Linked DNA regions of Triticum aestivum: region 2 is linked to region 1. The links are chromatin contacts, called in public Hi-C maps. All regions are on one chromosome and are shown on one strand. The core of a region is the stretch at or near the end of the contact, and the rest is flanking DNA. Distances in the headings are between cores, read along the strand shown.

The links. Hi-C and Micro-C count contacts between places; a contact is called where the count stands out from the background.
Region 2: a contact with region 1 is called in a Hi-C map of leaf, with 4 times the contacts expected there. The contact joins the promoter of LOC123188708 here to the promoter of LOC123188707 in region 1. A contact is called at or near these places in 2 of 5 Hi-C or Micro-C datasets (both in leaf).

The regions. Positions count from the first base shown.
Region 1 is chr2A:374,983,835-374,990,902 of IWGSC CS RefSeq v2.1, forward strand. LOC123188707 (E3 ubiquitin-protein ligase RHF2A) reads right to left here and starts at 2,733. Exons shown (of 8, transcript XM_044600940.1): 1 at 2,541-2,733; 2 at 2,136-2,352; 3 at 1,983-2,029; 4 at 1,436-1,498; 5 at 1,257-1,356; 6 at 824-1,152; 7 at 606-713; 8 at 24-504. The coding sequence starts at 2,267. The coding sequence ends at 201.
Region 2 is chr2A:375,267,432-375,274,499 of IWGSC CS RefSeq v2.1, forward strand. LOC123188708 (ubiquitin carboxyl-terminal hydrolase 8) reads left to right here and starts at 2,619. Exons shown (of 12, transcript XM_044600942.1): 1 at 2,619-2,870; 2 at 2,954-3,181. The coding sequence starts at 2,758.

The DNA of each region.
Region 1 (7,068 bases), core at 1,483-3,982:
TCTACGAAGAAACGAACAAGAGCTACTGTGTGGTAGACGTTGCACCACCCTGGTTCATATCATTCTTGAAACCAGTTCTTTACAGCTGCATCTTTGGTTGCACAAATCAAACATGTTACATGTGACTGTTCTAATAGTACCAGATGCCAGGTTCAACTCGCAGCTAAAAAATAAGTTCATCTTTCATGGTAGAAGATGGTTCATTGTGAACCAGATCTCGACGCACAAGTTGCCGAAGACGAGGCGCCATTTACGGAAGCACAAAAGTTGGACGACGCGGCCCCCTGATTATTTGTAGCAGAAGAAACATTGTCCGAAGAAGCCGATGAGGGCCCAGAGCCACTCCCATCCCTCGTTTCTAGCCGCTCCATCATGCGAGACACAGCAGCGATTCCGGCATTAACCTCCCTCCTCACATCAGAACCAAGACTCGATATCGTGTCACTCCGAGAGAGCCACCGTTCCTTCCACCCACGGGTGTTCTTCGTTATCGAGTCCTTGTACCTAGCATTGTTAAGGGAGACCACAAATATAAGTTGGCTACAATAATGTTGGTTTTCCAATTCCAAAGGTCTCTGAAGTTTGAAGGAATCAGAGAGTATTACTTGACCGAAACCGACTGCAGGCGAGTCTTGAGTGTGTTTGAGAAAGATTGTGGATCGGATGGTCCAGCTCCATCCTGGTTGATGGGAGATGCTTCATCACCAGAAATTCTGATCAAGGTCATTATGTAGTGAGTGTTAAACAAATATACATGAGAAGAAAAAAAAACACCGATGTAGGCCGTCCGGTAGTTATGTCATCATATGAAAATAGGAATCACCTATCATTTGATCCAACAGGGCAGTTAGATGAAGTATTATTGTGCACTAGTATGTTGGCAGATGCTTCTTCCATGGCATCCACAGGAGCAGACATTATAGCAGGAGAATGCTCACTGTCCCCTACTTGTGGTGAATCTGAAGAAATGGGGTCACTAGAGGTAGTTTCAGTTGTCGAAAATACTACAATTTGTGTGCGACCGTGTGGTCCTGATCTTCCGCGGTGGCCTTCCCTTCTACCATGGCGGTGCGACCTACGTGTCACGGCAGCAGCGGCCAGGTGTTGCACGAGACGTTCTTCAAGCTCAGCATCATCTGTATCAACTGGTACCTGGGAGAAATAGCAGCATCAGCAGCAGTACAGGCATTGGGTGGATCGAGACATGGCAGCAAGAAAGCAATTGGTAGAAGGGCAATGGAAATGCGAAATGACACCTCAAAATGTCCGAGCATTGGATGGCGAAAAACGGCGGTCGTGCGTGAGCGATCTGCTTGCACATTCTTCTCCTGTTCAACAGCCTCAAGGAGCTCTTGACTGTAATTCAAGAATTTAAGTGAGACTTGGCTAGAAATGTACAATTGATCTCACTCCTGGTTTACATAAGAATTTCTACCTCAGAGGGTCCTTCATGCTGATTGCCTGCCAACACATGGGACACTGGGAGCTTCTCTGGCACCTACAACATCAATTACGTTAGTACATCAGAATATATGATAAGGAGTCGCAGTCGCAACACAACGATGTGGTAAACCAATCAACCAACAGTTACAAAGAGAAATTGCAACCCTTCCGAATTACAAGTGACAGTCAATGGGTCATTGTAGTGATCAAGCTACTATATAGTACTCATCTGAAAGTTTCATCTGAGAGTTTCATCTGAAAGTTCTGAATGAGTGGCAGAAGTAAGAAATGAAGATAAATGGTGCAGAACAACAAATCCTCCGGCCAAAAAGTGCAACACAGGAAACCAATCATTCAGCATCCAAAATATAAACTGCAACTCTTGAAAATATAATGTGGCTCTCGAATCAATTCATCGATGTTTCAAATCTTACCATGAACAACCTAACAGCAGCAAACTGCATACTCGTATGATAGTTTCAGGCAATATCATTCTAAATTTCTAACGGAATGGTTACAGAACTTGACATGGTCCTCACCACTCAAGGATGCACTGGAGATGGAAATCATGCTTGCAGCTTGTAACCTGTGGCAGTTCAAAACAAGAAACCAGAACTTCAGACACGTCTACCACCGAATCGAAAGATTTCCATGGCCAATCACCATTACATCCCCAAGCGAGAGGTAGGTACCGTGGAGGGGTCGCTGTCGCAGAAGGCCTCGAGGCAGATGCTGCAGGCGTCGTCGCAGGCGTCCTGCACGCCGCCCTCCACGAAAGCCGCCGCCGACGAGAGCTTCTCCATCTTGGCTGCCTTCTCGTCCATCCCTCCCTCCCTCTCTCTCTTTTTACTAGCCTATCAAGAACCGAATCGACCGCAGGAATGGACCGCTGCCTCCCCCGCGCAATCCCTGCAACAACGCGAACGGCAAGAATTAGATATAAAATTCGCGCGGAAATCCAAGCAATCGAGGTCATTCAAAAACCAATCAAGATTGTATGAAGAAATGGAGGAAAATTCGCCCCCAAAATCGCACCTTATCCACCTAGCTAGACCCAAGATTAACAAAGCGAGAGATCGAGATCGAGTGGTTCTGACCGAGTATCCGGGCTTCTCGGATAAAAACAGCAACTCCGTGTGGAATCGTTCTCCTTTGACGGCCGCGACGACGACGACGACGGAGCACGCCTGCGCGGGGGCGACGAGGTCGACGAAGAAATGGCCGCTTTAACTCTCTTCTCTCTCTCTCCGCGTGCCCCTCGTCTGCTTCACGCCAATGACGGGTAGACCCAGATGTCGACCCGTTTTGGGGTCGCTAAAACTGGTGGGCCCGTCCTTAGTTTGTGCGGTTCCATCACTGACATGCGTGGACCGCCATACGGAGCAGGGTTGGTGGGGTACGGTGTGGTGCTAATATTATTATTTGGCTCCAGCTCTTCGATTTCACTCTGCAAGGATGTTTAAAAAAATCGTACTAAAGGATATTAATCATATTTTCCTATTTTCCTAGAGACATACAGATATCTGGAATCTATAATAATACATAAATAGTTGATCCCCACTAAGTCTAATTCTCTCAACATGCATCCCTTCACATCATCAAATATGTCAGGTCATCATCCACTAGAACTATCTTGTAGGACATGCATACGCCAATTTAATTGTTCCATCTCCAATAGTCCAACATATATGCAAAGCCTTTGTTCACATATAATTATATTCAAAAGTAATAACTTTTGATTTAGGTCATTTCATTCATATAGAATGTGTCCAAAATTAATCTTTAAGCTCCCGCAGCAACGCGCGGGGAAATCATCTAGTTTTTTTAGACACAGTACCCACTTTATTTAAGGACACAGTACCCACTTTATTTAAGGAATTTGAGATATACATGTCCTTAGATGGAGTAGTCAGCCACACTCAGTGATCAACCGTTGTTAACATATGCGATTCTATATTCACATCAACAAATGATATCATTTCGAACACCCTGCTCCTGCCAAAATCTCCTTTGTCATCTTCCTATAGTGACACATCGAACTATCACGGAGGGTATTGATGACCCAGAGGTAGTCGCTTGCAATTCTCACCTTATGGACGAGCAAAACACTTGCCAGTGAGAGCGCCTCCTAGCAGACGAGTGATTCCAAAGTCTCAAAGACTTGAATACCTTTAAAAATGGCAATCGAAGCTGCCATGATATCATCGTCAAAACATATTACGATCATCGCCGCCGCACCCTTACTATCTTGCTTGGTAAAGGCAACATCGACGTTCACTCCAATAGCCTGTTGGAGGAGGGATCCAAGATGGCGTGACCACGTCCCTTTGCCTCGCCAAGTTGTCATTCTTTGGAGATTGTAGCACGTCCAAGTCCGCCATGAAACTCCCAATGAAGCAATGTGTGGATAACAAACTCTAAAATATAGTTGTATGAATGATCTTTTGTCGAGCATCCAAATTGCCAACAAGGTTACGAACATCATTGTCAACCCAGGTTGTGGAAGTTCCTCGATCAACTCAAAAATCAAGTTAGATGCTTTGCTTGCATGTGTTAGTACCATTAGCTCGGCAACTTCCTCTGAAGCTAATGTTCGCGTGCATTTGGCCATAGTACAATCAAATAGCGAGTGTCTCCATGAGTCCAAGTCCGCAACAGCCCCACTGTAACGCATTGGCCCTATTGTTGATTTCATCATTTCCATTACTCTCTTGTTCCTTTATTTTATTCTTGCGCTCTTAGTTCTAGTCACCAAACATATATAGGAAATGAGATCCAAATAGAACTTGAAGATAAATCGTGAAGACAGATCCAATGTTGAATACAAACCAATTATGAAGATAATGCAATGTATGTGACGCCAAACAAAAATCTTCAAGAAAGATTGGTGGTGGTGTTACCCACCGTATAGAAGTACTAGAGGATATCCGGCGCGTTGCAGTGGGAAATTTGGCAATGATTTAAAGAGTTAGTAAAAATTGGGTATGGGTAATGTGTGACATTCTTTAGATTGATATTTCAGCACAAAAAAAGTAAACAGTAATCCATCTTCTCAATTTTGAGCTCATCAATCTATTGAAATTGCAAGGTACAAACTATAGCAAATTCAGATCCAGAGGCTTTGATTAATATGTCGTTGTGATTGGCAGTGAGGAGGGTAGTAGAACAACATATATCGATAACTTACAATAAGAGAATAAGGAAGAGAGCAACACCATATTTGACCACATATAATGTAAGAAAACTAACCGATAATTACGCAGACCAAACTCTTACCTAATGACTGACCTTCAAATCTAAAAGTTATAATAGGGGATGCATACCCTTGTTCCCAATAGAATACCTGCATGAAATAGGTTAAGCAGGGAATGACTACAGGTAGAACAAAACTAGATTGCTATATGACAACCTGACTTGTTGCAGATCTAGAAATAATAAAACTAAGAAATAAAATGTGTTAAGTATATTTGGAAACATATCTTTCCTACCATATGCTTTGCATGGCAAGAGAGATAGCAGGATCCTACAATCAAGAAATTGAGAAATAAACGTGGGTTCCTTTGTCCCGATTCTTTTGTTCTGAAAGATCGAAACAGAAAAACCTTAATGTGGAATCCAACATGTAGCGGCTGGAGTGCGCCCCCATCCCTTGCGTATGCGTTACCAACCCTTCCTCCCAGACACTGGCTGGGGCACTCGCACTCGGCCTCAACCATCTGCGTGTCACTGGAACGCGTCGGTGCTATACAAATGATTTTAAACCCCTTTCTGCGACGATATTTGGAACCGTCGCCTAGTGAGTGACGGCGATATGGAGGGTCCTTCCCACATGACCCAGAAACCAGCACCTCTTGCATGCGGCCCAAAATGATGTACGTTGGGAAGGGGTGATGTGTGTTTTCAATATAGAATAATGTACAATTTAGATGTGGTGCCTACCTCTCGATACAGACAACAACCATAAAGGCAAGGTAATTAAGAACGAGATACGCAGGCTTTGATGTAGGTCGAACCCAACAATCTGAGCATGTGGGAGGGAATCCTGACAACGCATGAGCTCGAGCTTTGGTTGAGTGACATGTGACGGTGACCGGCCCTAACACGAACTAGGAGGAATCCATTCATGGCCAACACATACCCCTCAGTATCGGTCAAAGGGATGATATATATACACTCGGGGAGCCCATAGATATGTGTGATGTCATAAAAAACCGCACAAGGGAGACGTGGTCAATCAGAAGACCCCGTATACACTACATGCGGCCAGAAAATATGTATGGGTACGGTGGTGTGTGATGTGTTTAAAACCCAAACGCACAACTTCGATGGACCACCAACTACATTACAAACCGAACACCGTACCTGACTCCAAGCCTGGTTCAATACGTACGATGTCAGTTTCCTCACTTCGTGGCGGCGACAGCGGGGGGGGGGGGGGGTCGTCCCACGCATGCGCTCAAACTTTATTTCGTCTAGCATGGGACAGATCTACATATATCTATACATCTATACACCTATATAGTGTGCGAATAACTTTGAAAGTTGGTCATTGGATGAAGCCAATCCGACGGTACAGAGATGGCAAATCCGAGCACTACTGGCCGTTGGATATTATCTACATTCCACCACATTTTGCCACATGTACAATCTAGAAGACTCCATGGTTGAACTTAAACATAATGCACAAACCTTAAAACACAAGCACTTCTCCTTTCTTCTCCAGAATCTTACATATCTTAATTTCCCAAACTTTTTTTTCTAAATGAATTGTCACTTTTTGTTTTTACCTTTACAATGCACAATTCAATGATTGATTTTGGATGAGATGAAATATAAGAATTAAACGAACATCTACATCATGCATATATGACTCAAACCTTTAATGAGCACTGACAATGGTAGCGGGAAAATGTGTTGGGGAACGTAGCATAAATTCAAAATTTTCCTACGTGTCACCAAGATCTATCTATGGAGTCATCTAGCAACGAGGGAGGAGTGGATCTACATACCCTTGTAGATCGCGCACGGAAGCGTTCAAGAGAACGGGGTTGATGGAGTCGTACTCGTCGTGATCCAAATCACCGATGATCCTAGCGCCGAATGGACGGCACCTTCGCGTTCAACACACGTACGGAGCAGCGACGTCTCCTCCTTCTTGATCCAGCAAGGGGAAAGGAGAGGTTGATGGAGATCCAGCAGCATGACGGCGTGGTGGTGGAAGTAGTGGGATTCCAACAGGGCTTCGCCAAGCGCTGCGGGAGGAGGGAGATGTGTCATGGGAGGGAGAGGGAGGCGCTAGGGCTTAGGTATGGTTGCCCTCCCTTCCCTCCACTATATATAGGGCCAAGGGAGAGGGGGAGGGTGCAGCCTTGCCCCTTCCTCCAAGGAAGGGTGCGGCCAAGGGGGGGGGGGGGGAGGAGTCCATCCTCCCCAAGGCACCTCGGAGGTGCCTTCCCCCTTTAGGACTCTCCCCTCCTCTTGTCCCTTTGGCGCATGGGCCTCTAGGGGCTGGTTCCCTTGGCCCATGTAGGACAAGGAGCACCCCCTACAGCCCATGTGGCCCCCCTGGGCAGGTGGCCCCACCCGGTGGACCCCCGGGACCCTTCCGGTGGTCCCGGTACAATA
Region 2 (7,068 bases), core at 1,369-3,868, 280 kb after region 1:
TCCTTGCTTGCGAGTACTTTGGATGAGTACTCACGGTTGCTTTGCTCCCTCTTTCCCCCTTTTCCATTCTTCTCGGATGTCGCAACGAGATGATGGAGTCCAGAAGCCAGAGGATCTCGATGATGTTCCTACGTGGAGTTCGGCTTCGAGGAGTAGTTAGGAGGTCCCAGGCAGGAGGCCTTGTCTTTTCAATCGTTGTTACTTTTGTGCTAGCCTTCTTAAGGCAAACTTATTTAACTTATGCCTGTACTCAAATATTTTTACTTCCGCTGACTCTTGTGTATTCGAGCTTATGTATTCGAGCCCTCGAGGCCCCTATCTTGTAATATAAAGCTTGTATTATTTTTAATTTGTGTCTAAAGTTGTGTTGTGATATCTTCCCGTGAGTCCTTAATCTTGATCGTACATATTTGCATGTATGATTAGTGTATGTTCAAATCGAGGGCATCACACCTATATAATGATCATTGCCTGTATATCGTCATAATAATGTGAAGTTCTATCAATTGCCCAACAGTAATTTGTTTACCCGTTGTATGCTATTTTCTTGAGAGAATCCACTAGTGAAATCTACGGCCCTGAGTCTCTTCTTCATCATATTTGCTTTTCGATCTATTATTTGCCTCTTATCTTCAGACCTATTAATCCAAAACCCAAAATACCTTGCTGTAATTTATTGTTATTTATTTTACCTCACGTTCCCGCGAGATCTATTTATCCAATCTACTACAAATTTATCTATCTTTTACCCGGGAGGGATTGACAACCCTTCTTACGCGTTGGGTTGCAAGTATTTGTTTTTTGTGTGCAGGTATCGTTTACATAGTGTTACGTGGTTCTTCTACTGGTTCGATAACCTTGGTCTCATTACTGAGGGAAATACCTACCATATCTGTGCTGCATCATCCCTTTCTCTTCGGGAAAAATACTGACGCGGACATGAGCCATCACGTGGCTCCACCGACGGCCCGGTGTGGCCCAGTTCCAAGGAATCGTAAGCAAGACCCTCGCGAGGGCCCATGCCTCGCGAGGCGAACGACACCAAGGCCTCCCGAGGAGCGGAGATCTCTATGCAAGCACCTCACCTTACGAGGCGCGCAATGACGTGAGCCATGACGACCAAGGCCAGGTGGGCGCCAGTGGGCGCAGAAGAGGACAATTTCCTCTTTGGTGCTAAGAAGGCAAGGACGTACAAGGGTTTCCAAGGAATCCCCCAAAGGTTTCTATTCCAGTGCAACAAGATCAAGACCACGAGCTCGGTAGGCCGGATGTCATCGCCGAGCCCATCACTGCGCCACGACCAGAAGCTTTGTAGGCGAAGACCACCTTTCGTCAGGATAAGATATACTCTTATCCCCTTTCAAACTGATCATTGTGAAATCCCTTCCCGCCTAAGCTATGTGGAAAGAGGACCAATGCCACTGTAAAGATAGGGTAGACTCCATCGTGGAGGGGGATCGAATCCTTTGGCCATCCAACCCTTCGGCCATTAAGCTCTTCCGAGGCAGCTCACCCTTGTACTAGTTCATGCTCATTCTCCTCGTGAGGCAATCCACCACAAAGCAAGAGTAGAATTTACACCACAAGGTAGCCTGAACCTAGGTAAACTGATGTGTCCACTTCTTCTTCCCGCTCGCTCTAACCCGACGAGGCCAAGCCATGAGGCAGTGAGCTTGGGGCCGTAGCTAGGCTAGATCTTTCATACATGCCCCAGGGTTTGAACCTCGTTTGGGTCCGCGGAGCCCCGATTCCAACAATACTAGCCGTAAAATGCAAGGCAATTATTTTCTTGATTTTCTCCTTCTTATTTATTGGGTGCATGATACCTAATTAGAACGAGATAATCGCACATGCTCCAGCGTTGGTTGTCATTAATTACTAAACTTTTTTTGAAACTCATTAATTACCTGTGCACCTTCGACATGATCCAACCGTCTACCTACGCCCTAACGCAAAACATCCTTGACGAAGCTAGGCTGGGCTTCGGCTGTTGCCAAAGGGCTGGCCAAATTCACTTTTGATCCATCTTGAGTTTTGTATTTTCCTATCCTTGCTAGCATAACCATTCTCTATCCCTGGTCGTGCCTAGCCATTGTAACTCTATTCAATCTATCAATGCAATGATATACAATTTATGTATTCACAAAAATTAAGAGAATTAGTATTCACGGAAGTAACTCCATAAATGATGCATGCATCTTTTATTATTTACATGGACTACGACCAAATTCCAAGACCTATGGCGTCTCACCTAAACGTCAGAATTTATGGCATTTGAACTTTGTCACGTCAGCGCCATGTCTGCAAGTGTGAGCCAGTGTGAAACACCGAGGACCATGGCGTCTTCTGTGTGAACCAGACGCCAAGGATGTTGGGGTGATAAAAAAAGTCAGAAACGAAATTCTTTTCAAAATGGGGCCAATTCGTGATTTAGTAGTTCGTCAAAAAATTCAGAGGAAGAATTTCGTCCGCTTTAATCCCCTTTCGCCTTTCCCCGCTCGCGTCTTCTCGAAAGCGCCAGCCCAGCACAGCAGAGACAGCCAACCCGATCCCAGATTTACTACCGAGTAGTAGTACTACTAGTATACAGGAGTATTTCTCAAAAAAAGAGAGGAAAAACTAGTATACCGGAGTAACTCCAAATCAAATCCATCTCCAGCTGCAGCAAAACAAAAACAAAGGGCAGCAGCTGCCGAGCGAGCAAACAACCACCAGCTCACTCGCGCACGCATCCCAGATCAGAGATCCCATCTCCTCATGGCCACCGCCGCCACCGCCTCCGCCCCGGCCTCCGCCTCCACCTCCGCCGCCTGCGACGCCCCCTCTGCTTCCTCCTCCTGCCCCGCCGCCGTCTGCCTCGTCCCCTTCAGGTACGCTCGCTCTCTCACGCTCAACCTCCTCGCTGAAACCCCGCAAGCAGGGGTAACAATGTGCTGCTGCTGCTGCTGCACAGGTGGTGGGCGGGGGTGCGGGAGGAGGCGGCAGAGGAGGGCGGGGTCCGCTACGCAGCCACGCCGGCGGCCTCACCCTCATATTATGGCCTCAGGCTCCTCCACAGCTTCCTGCACCCGGATCTCGTGCTGCGCCTCGACCGCGGGGAGTGCCGCGCCAGCGCAACCTCAGGAGGGAGCCGCAGCTACGCACTCGTCCCGGCGGACGAGCTCTCGCGGGCGCTCGCCAGGTCAGTCGGCGTCACTCCGCATCCTCGTTTACTCCTCGTTTTTGTCTTGTGTAACAACTTGGATGCAATAATGCTCGAGGGTGAGAATCTAGAATGGTGGTGCAATCGCATGAGCTGGCTTGTTGGTAGATTCAGCTCTAGTAGTAATGCGGTGATAATGGTAACACGTGAGTCTCATGTGCTGACTATTTTGAATTCCGATCAAGTGCTTACGCTTTTAACTTAGGGCATTCAGTTAATTGGACTTCCTCTTATTGGTTAATTCGGTCACATAAACAATACTATGGATTTTCAGGGTTGAAGCCTAATTACTCAACCAAAAAATTGGAATTTTCTTTTTTTTGTTTCCTTTCAGTAAATATTCATTTTTCAATAAATTTACAGTAGATAAACCACCTACTGTTTCCCTACAAAGCTGAAGCACCTAATAAACTGATGTATTTAGGTTCAGTTTTCCAGGTTGTTAAGTGGCTGAAATGTAACCCTTTATTTTTTTCTTAAAGCAAAAACATACTTTTTTGTACATGTACATATAGTTGTGCAGTATGTATATAGAAATTTTCATAAATATATAGTTTTATCTGTGGTTTACACAAAAAAACAAATACATGGATCAAACAAATATGTTACCTTTTGCCGTTTTAGAGGCATAGATTTGTCTGTCTATGTAGACTACAAATTAACATATTATTCAATAGAAGTTAACAGATACGTAGAATACATACACACAAAAGGGCAGCCCGGTGCATGTACCTCCCGCTTGCGCATGGCCCGGGTTCGACCACTTTGGGTCCTTTGTACACAGCCTTTCCCTACATTTCTGCAAGAGGTTGTTTCTGTTAAGCTTCATGCACTAGGCAATGCAACCAAAAGTCCGAACTAACCTTAGGCCCTGATACCATGTTAAGCTTCATGCACTAGCCAACGCAACCATAAGTCCGAATTGATGGAAAGGGCTAGGCAATCCACGTATACACTTCAACACCCCTCTCAAGTGTGATGCGGGAAGTCAACACGTGAATAGACTCAAAAGGTATGGCTCAAGAGGCCTATACGTGGACACAAAGAGGGGCAACAACAATTTTTTGATAAATTGCGAAAGCTTGGCCTTGAAAGACCATAGGCCTTGATACCATGTTAAGCTTCATGCACTAGCCAACACAACCAAAAGTCCGAACTAATGGAAAGGGCTAGGCAATCCACATATAAACTTCAACAGTTTCCAGGACTCGAACCCGTGACCTCATGGTCACAAGGCAACAGCTTTACCGTGCTCCCCTTCACACACACACACATGCACGCCCGCGCGCGCACCCACCCACACGCATAAGCGCACGCGCACACACACACACACATCCTTGAAAAGTATTGATTACCATTTTCGTATTTTTGAAAATATAGTAGAGCCCGCGAGCCAAATTGCCGCTCTCTTCGCTATTAACATGCCATGCTTGCTACTCCTGAGGTGCTTGTCTTCCTGGTAGCATGAATGTTCAAACTGAGCTAAACAGACTAAGAGCAACTCTAGCAGATCCCCTATCCTAAAATTTCAAATTCTTCTCCCTGACCCATTTGCCTATTTTTTAGGGAATTCATTGTTGTGCAGCTAGCAGATCCCCTATAAATTATTTCCCTAAAAAAATTTGAACACAATTTTATCACACAAATTCATTTCAAACACATGTTTAAACCACTTTGTTCCATAATTAACAACAACACTATATTCTACCATACTAGAGTAGTTAATTTACCTAGTACATACTACTTCATCGCCATTAAACTAGCTAGATTCATCAGGACATATAGATAAATTCTACTTCTAGTCTTCTACTCCTCATCGGAGGAGGTGTTCATCACCCCCACACCGGAGGGACCGGCCTCCTCGTCGTTGGCGGCTGGCCAAATGCATGCGCTGTCCAATGACGCGAAGATCGCGTGGTTGTTGGCGACGATCTTCGGATTCGCCATGAGTGCCTCCACGGTTAAGGCATTGGCACGCTCTGCGTCAAGTTGCGCCTCGACATAGCACCAGCGACGCTCCTCCGCCATCTCAGCAAAGCGGGGGTGCTGCTCATCCACCTCCTTGGCTAGCGCTCATCGTTTGGAAGTGGATGCCGTCGCCCCTGGCCGCCGCACCCACCACCTTGAAGCGGCCACCGGCGAATCCGGCAGCCAGGTCTACCGCCACCCGCTTCTCCTCCTCTGAGATCGTGTCTGGAGAGCTCGGAGGCTCACCGGTGGCGATACGTGCTCGGTGACGCTCGTATTAACTCTTCTATTCATGACCTTGCTCTAAGTCTAGAACTTAAGGTTGCTAACTGTGATATGCTGATGAGTTCGGCGCCCCCTCCATGCGTAAGTTTGTTTTGGGTTGCTATTATAAAATCCTTTTCTCCCAAGCATGGATGCAATAAACCTTGTGTAGACACTAGATAGCCATGTATAAATGACGTGCTCTGCATCCTATTTGACCTACATATTTCATTTTTAGTAAGTAGCATAAGTATGAAGTATCATCTGTGTATTGTCCAATGGAGCCCGTTGCTCTATAGGAAATCTTGTCTGACTACATTTTTTTTTCACAAAAAGGTGGTGCAGAATACACATGGGCTCACCGTAAAACCTTCTGGTCTGCAGTTTTCATTCAATCACTGGGAGCAATTCATTTTAAAACCTCTTTATTAATGATAGCCCTCTTTGTCAATTAGGGGCCTTGTTGGCCTCAATATGATCAATAATTTTGATGAGGATCCTTGATGTTTTATGTTTTTTTAGGAACATAGCTATTACTCATCCATGTTTCTGTATCCAGGTTCATGTTTGGGATTTTTCATTATAGATAGATAGGGCAATATGAAGGGAGCCTTGGCCCAGTGGTAAAGCTTCTGCCTTGTGACCATGAGGTCATGGGTTCAAGTCCTGGAAACAGCCTCTTACAGAAATGAAGGGAAAGGCTGTGTACAATAGACCCAAAGTGGTTGGACCCTTCCCCGGACCCTGCGCAAGCAGGAGCTACATGCACTGGGCTGCCCTTTTTTTTAATAGATAGGACAATATCTCCTTAACAGCATAACTGGATTGCGAGTCCATCTTTTTGGGACCATTCTGCATCAGGAGAGCATTTTGTACATTGGACTTAACCAATTGATATGGAAGTGTCTAATATTTCACTTTTCACCTGCTCACCCAAAGTTAGGTTAGCTAGCCCCTGCTCATAGATTGATTTTGGCACGTGCCATTTCTATTTGCTCTCAAACCTGGACTCGCCTTCCATTGATGACTCTGTAGTTTATACATGATTAGTGGCTCAGTGCGTAGAATTTCCTCATATATACATGTCTGTAGCTAATGCCTACACACTTCCCATAACTGAGGTGCAATGCTTGCATTTGTGTTCCGTACTGTTGTATTGCTTGTGTCATACTTCTTATTCATGAAGTTATTTATAGTTGGATGCCAAAGCTAACTCTCATATTGACCATGCTATTAATTGGCGAAGTATCCAGTGAAAATGGCTTTTCAGTGAAAACCTGAAAATTCCTTCGTTGGCCGTCAGATCTATAATGGACGCCATGGATCAAAGGAGGGATCTCTCGGCATCCACTTAAACGCCATTAACAGATAACCCCTAGGGATTGCCTTACCCAACTCCGACCTAACTCACCCACGTCCATGGGCCGTCGGGAACGCCACGACGGCTCCGAGACTCCCCGCAGCGGCCACAACCGTCAGAGACGAGGTCGTGCGCCGCGTCAGAGCTCCCTTTCCTCGGCGGGTAGGGCTCCCGAGGACGCCGCCGGGCGGTGGGGGGAAGACGAGGATATCCGCGGTGTCCGAACAGGCAGCTTCGCCGACGACGCAGACCGTGTGACAGGGGAGTGAATTGC